Linked DNA regions of Sus scrofa: region 1 is linked to region 2. Evidence: chromatin contacts called from public Hi-C data. All regions are on one chromosome and are shown on one strand. Each heading gives the region's core, a stretch centred on a gene start, on an enhancer-like site or on the middle of the called end of the contact. The rest is flanking DNA. Distances are from core to core; before and after follow the strand shown.

What was found. A called contact is a pair of places that touch in the nucleus more often than the background predicts.
Region 1: a Hi-C map of fetal heart ventricle shows a contact between it and region 2, with 2.8 times the contacts expected there. The contact joins the promoter of MLIP here to the enhancer-like site in region 2. A contact is called at or near these places in 8 of 47 Hi-C or Micro-C datasets (embryonic fibroblasts, fetal heart ventricle, fetal skeletal muscle and 4 more) and 1 of 2 datasets of contacts at active chromatin or transcription factors (skeletal muscle).

What each region holds. Positions count from the first base shown.
Region 1 is chr7:26,800,443-26,803,496 of Sscrofa11.1, forward strand. It overlaps MLIP (muscular LMNA-interacting protein), which reads right to left and starts at 1,375. Exons shown (of 13, transcript XM_021098546.1): 1 at 1,107-1,375.
Region 2 is chr7:26,749,360-26,752,617 of Sscrofa11.1, forward strand. All of the region lies in intron 1 of MLIP (muscular LMNA-interacting protein), which reads right to left. Among named protein-coding and RNA genes, the nearest start is that of MLIP, 51 kb to the right of the region's middle. Within about 2 kb of position 1,777, at least 2 of the 83 cell types and tissues checked have an H3K27ac peak or open chromatin away from gene starts, as enhancers often do.

The DNA of each region.
Region 1 (3,054 bases), core at 125-2,624, 51 kb after region 2:
CCGCAGATGCGGCCCTAAAAGGACAAAAGACAAAAAACAAAAAACAAAACCACCACAACAAAAAAAACTATAGGCAAGACATCTTAGTAAATGTAAGGAAAAGAATATTTTCTTCATAAAATCACCTCTGATAGTAGAGCATTTGTTTGGAGCATTAAAAAATATTTCAGTGAGAGCTATAAAAACTGTGAAAAGTAGAATCTTTTTTAATGCGTGCATCCAAAAAGCACAGTTCTTTTACCAAGTTTGTTGAAAAGTAAAATGTGAGTTTTTCCCCCTAAAAAAAAAAAAAGCAAAGACACAAACAAAAACAACCACAAATCACTATCAGCACTGATGAGAGCAATGCTTTGTACATGAAACTAACTCTTTACCTCCAGAGGCTGTAACATACAAGCTGATTAAAACCGCCTGGGATCCAAGTACAGCACATTCTACCTTCTCGACTTTCCTGTACTCACGCACCTACAATTTTCAAGGACTTAAGATGCATTTTCTCTTGTCTGTGGTGACATCCACAGAGGTGCTAGGTGGATCAAGGTTTGGCTCTTGCATGTGGTAACACTCACTATGTTTACAGGCCCTTTGATAGTAGATACGCTTCCTAGTGTGCTCACACTCACGTGCACGCGCACTCTCTCTCTCTCACTCTTTCTCTCTCTCTCTCTCTCTCTCTCTCTCTCTCTCTCTCACACACACACACACACACACACACACACACACCATTACTGTCTCAGGAGTGAAAACAACAGCCAGATTAAACTGAAAAGACTTCAGGAAAAAGGCTTCAAAGACGAAAAGCTGTACTTTTTGAAGATGAGAATTCCAGTGTGTGTTTCTAACAGCAGAAAGAAGTTCTGGATTGAAGTTTTCCTGTGTCTCTGCAGCTTCATTAAAGCAACGAGATTTTTACACTGTGGCTCATTCCTTTCCTAACCTCAGAAGCTTAGCCGCCGTGGTTGTGTTGACATGACAAATCACTTTGCCCCCAAAGGAACGGCTCCGTGCCCTCTGAGACAGCGTGCCCAGGACATACTTTCAGCTTTATCGCTTAAAACTGAAACATGTACCAAAGCAGTCTGCACTTATACAGAAAGAATGCTTACCTTTCAGCTGACTTGGAAGCAGCCTGCAGGACGGTCATCCATCAGGGAGGTCACCGGCCACATTCCCCGAGCAGCTGACCCTGTCAGTCTTTGGAAAATACTGTTTACTCTGTAACCAATGCTGGACACCAGGCGCAAGATACAGAAACGAAATTTAAAAAGGGTTAGGCACAACCTCTTGCCCCTGGGACCTTGTCATGAAAACAAGAGCTGCTAAGTTTCCCCTAAATCATTTCTTTGTAGGAATGTCTTAGCCGTAGTGGAAGTTTGGAGTCAAGCATTGAAAAGTTTTGCAGTATAACCCACACTTATTCTTCGTGTCCCGATGAACATTCTTAAAGTGTCCCTAAAGACATACGTGATACAGGAGTACAAAGTGACTGAAAACAGAGTTTCTCGTCTACTTATTTTGATTGGTTTTTTTAAGCTTTATTGAAGCATAGTTCATTTCTGAGGCTGTGAGCATTTCTGCTGTACCACAAAGTGACCCAGTCATCCATGTGCACATATCTATTCTCTCGGATCCTTTTCCCACATAGATGATCCCAGACCACTGGGTAGAGTTCTCCGGGCTATACAGCAGATCCATATATCTCAGTGTGCACATGCCAATCCCAAAGCCCCAGTCCATCCCTCCCACCCACCCAGCCCCACGGGTTCCCCTTTGGTAACCATAAGTTTTTCCCAAGTCTGTGAGTCAGTTTCTGTTCTGCAAATAGTCAGACAGTGAAAGACAAACATATGTCACCTCTATGTGGAATCTAAAAAAAAGAAAAGGATACCATTGAATGGATTTTTAAAATAAGTTTGAAAGTCCTCCTGAAATGAAATGCCAATTGTTCCAGAGACCATAGGTCAGAATGACGCAATAGGCAGCCAGAGGCGGGCTGAGCAAACCTCCCCCGCTGTGCGGGAGAAGGCGGGGCGGGCATTAGCCCAGCAATCGGGCCACCAGGGAAACGCCCAGAAGAGCCTTAGATTATTGGTTCACAAACTGGCCTCAACACAGAAGAGACTGGAGAAAGAGGCCCACACTCCAGATGGGGAGGGCCAGTGAAGTTTAACAACCAAGGAAACTTACATTCAAGGCTTGTCTTGGGCAATCACAAAACGAGAAAATCTCTGTATCTGCCCACCAGCGTCTTAAAAATGCATGTAGAAGCCTAACTGGGTTCGGGCACAAGCTCCAGACCGTCTCAACACCACAGAGCTCTCGCCTTTCAAAACGGGTCCAACTGTGGGAATCGGAGGCAGAATGTGTATTTCAGGGACAAGGGAGCAGTGAGCAGCCTCTCATGACCCAGGTCCAGCTTGCGGGTCAAGTGGCCATCACGTCCTCCCGGCAACCTCTCCCAACCCAACCTTCCAGTGCGTCCTCCTCATTTCCCACAAAAGTTCCCCTCGTTACTTTCAATAGAAGCAAGTCCATGGTGACCCATAAGACCACTAATTTCTTTTTTTTTCTTTTTTTTTTTTGCCTTTTCTAGGGCCGCTCCCGCGGCATATGGAGGTTCCCAGGCTGGGGGTCAAATCGGAGCTGTAGCGGACAGCCTACACCAGAGCCACAGCAATGAGGGATCCGAGCAGCGTCTGCAACCTACACCACAGCTCATGGCAACGCCGGATCCTCAACCCACTGAGCAAGGGCAGGGATCAAACCCGCAACCTCATGGTTCCTAGTCGGATTCGTTAACCACTGAGCCACGACAGGAACTCCGAGACCACTAATTTCATGTCCAGCCTGCACACGGGGTTATCCAGCTTTGCCTCTGGTCCATTTGGACACTGCTAAAAAGCATGGCCCAAGAGGCTGAAAGTTTGCAGAACAAATTATTACCCATTTATTTGATGTTCTGTGGAAAATACATCATTTCAGATTGGCTTTGTCATCCCATCTAGTACATCATCTATAACATATAAGGTATTTTTAAAGAAAGAAAATATCACA
Region 2 (3,258 bases), core at 527-3,026:
GTATACACACACACACACACACATACACTGATACTGCTTAGAATTTCTTTCTAAAATAAGTAAAGAAAAGGCCATCAGTCATTCACACAGCAATTGGAGTTAGTCAAATTATTTCTTTCCTAAAACCTCAAGAATTAGGATAATGGGGGCTATAAACCAAATATATTTCACACACTCAAGGTTGATAGAAATCGAAATTTGCTTTTTCTTTCAGAGGAACACTTGGCTGTGTGTGTGTGTGAACATACATACCTATACACAGAAGCGTTTATGCCTTGGACTTAATAATCCCAATTTTGCAATATGTTCTAAGTAAATGATGTAGAAGTGGGAAAAATGAGCAAAGACAATTAAAATAGCATTTTAAAAGGAAAATATGAAAAGCCAAATAATAACAGGAAAAGTATTTGAGATTTATATAGAAATCTGATGACTGATTCTATAGCCAAGAAAAATTAACCCAAATGTTTCAAATGCTGTGTAAGATTGACCTGCATGAAGTATTCCAGATTTATAACCTCACTTAGAATTAATCCTAAATCTCACTGGCATATCTTCCTTGTAGTTTCTCTAATGTCTTTATGCTCTAGTTTAAGACTTTTGGGATTGCTTTTCCCTGAGACAACACCATGATTTAGTTAGAATTCATGCTCACTGCAATTCCTTTTATATATTTCGTTGTTATCTTTACATATGCATCTAACTCTTCCTTTAACAAGTAAGAAAACTCCATCCATGATTCTTTTCGACTAGAGGTAGAGACGATTCTTAAGGATTCAACCCTAATAACAATAGCAAACAATGAATATTTATTGGGCTACATTCTGGGGGATTAGCATTGAGCAACTCATTTCATCCACATAAGACTCATATGATGTGAATCCATTTATGTTTTTCAGATGGGAAAACACAGGGAAGAAAGAAGTTCATTGCCTCAGATTTTCCACCTATGAAAAGCCACTCAATCACTTTCCATACTACCTCTCTTTAACCATCAATTCCCTTCATTTAAAAATCATGAATCTTGGGAGTTCCTGTCATGGCTCAGTGAAAACAAATCTGATTAGTACCCATGAGGATGCAGGTTCGATCCCTGGCCTCACTCAGTGGGTTAAGGATCTGGCATTGCCATGAGCTGTAGCGTGGATCACAGATGTGGCTCGGATCTGGCATTGCTATGGCTGTGGTGTAGGCCGGCAGCTATACCTCTGATTAGACCCCTAGCCTGGGAACCTCCATAAGCCGCAGGTGTGGCCCTAAAAAGACCCCCCCCCAAAAAAAAAAACACGGCAAAACTAGATTAAGAGAAACATCCTGAAAGGCAGCTGCTTGCTAATCCCAGATTCTCCCAACCCTGAACTCGGAAATAATTATGGCAGGGTGTGTGTTTCCAGGCTGCCTGCCATATTTTAGCCATCAGCATACAGTTGACCTGATACGATGAAAACCTTCAAAACTCCTAATGCTCCTTTCCCCAATCTTGAATAAAGTTCATCACATGCCCTGGATTACAAATAAATGCATGCCTTATTATTAACACTTGACCCTGGGGATAGATCAGAGTTGACACAAAAAAAAATAGATAAGGATTTCCCAGTCTCTTGTTTTTATGATTTTCTATTATTTTAAGTCAAAATTATCCCCACACATCTGAGTTATTTTCAAACTAGAGCCAACAGTTCTTGGCAGTCAGAAAGGCAGAACTCATTAATACCATAACCTCAAACAAGGGAAGTCCAGACAGGGGACAGTTTCTAAGAAGGCTTAACTTGTTTCCAACGAAATATTCATTGGAATTTCAGATAAAGCAAATTATTTCATTTAAACCTAAAAATGACCTCTCTAACTCTTTGATTATACCAATTAATTTCAGTGTAGAATTCTAAAAGTACCCAGTGGATTCTCTAAGTACAAATATCTGCCTTGGGCAATAAAATTTGGAACAAGATTTTTATTCTCTGTACTGAGAAAATTCACACACACACACACGGCTGCCCCAGCTCTGCTTTCCCCTGTCCCTCTAACCATGTCTATTTTTAAAAAGCTTGGACTTTTTAGGGGGAATCTATTTTGAGCAAATTTGCTTATCATAACAATGTTTGGCTAGAAATCCAAGTGTTTAAATTGCTTAATACCTATTTGCAATATACTTACACCTAAATGATAAGCAAAGAACTTAATCATATTACAGGGTTAGCATATCATTGCTAATATGCCAGTCATAATATCTTTATCATTTTCAAAACAAATATGACAAATTAACTCAGCTTCAAATGAAATTTTTCCTCCAATTAGTTTTTTTTTTTTTTTTTTTTTTTGCCTTTTCTAGGGCCGCTTCCACGGCATATGGAAGTTCCTAGGCTAGGGGTTGAAAAGGAGCTGTAGCCACTGGCCTACGCCAGAGCCACAGCAACACAGGATCCGAGCCGCGTCTGCAACCTACACCACAGCTCACAGCAACGCCGGATCCTTAACCCACTGAGCAAGGCCAGGGATTGAACCCACAACTTCATGGTTCCTAGTTGGATTCGTTAACCACTGCCACACGACGGGAACGCCCTCTCCAATTAATTTTTAAATGTGCCCATACCCACACACACATCCATACACACTGACAAGAGAGATTTCAAGTTAAAAGAGAAAAAAGGTCATGGGGGAAAAGCAGGGGACCTGAGGGATCAGAGGAAGAAGAACAAGGTCTCACAATGTGGTCCCTTTAAACTCTGGCCCTAAACATTCATTTATTCATTCAACAAACATTTACTGAGGAGCTACTAAGTAGAAGACACATAGATTTGATCTTTGTTCAAAAATATATGAAGAGACCCCTAGCCTGGGAACTTCCATATGCCCTGGGTACATCCCTAAAAAAAAAGAATCTTAAAAATAAATTTAAAAAATATGAAGAGGCCACTTTAAACTTGGCTTTTTCCTTACATTCATTTGTTTTCCAATGACCATAGATAATTTTTTTATTTTTTTCCCACTTTAAAAATTGAGAAATGGATATTAAAGTTAAGTCAGGATTAGAGAAGAATTCTGTTGAATGGATAAGCGAGCACGATTCCTCATCTCTTTTTTCCCCCTCATCCTATGACGCTCCTGGGACCAGAAAAGGAAAGGGCCTCTACTTTCGGGGAAAAGTGCAAAATCAGATTACTGTTAAGGGTTCAAAAGGTGAGCAAGTGGAGACTGGCCTAGATTATTGATCGTCTTAAAGTCTAAAGCAGTCATGACTTAATCATGGAGAACTATTGG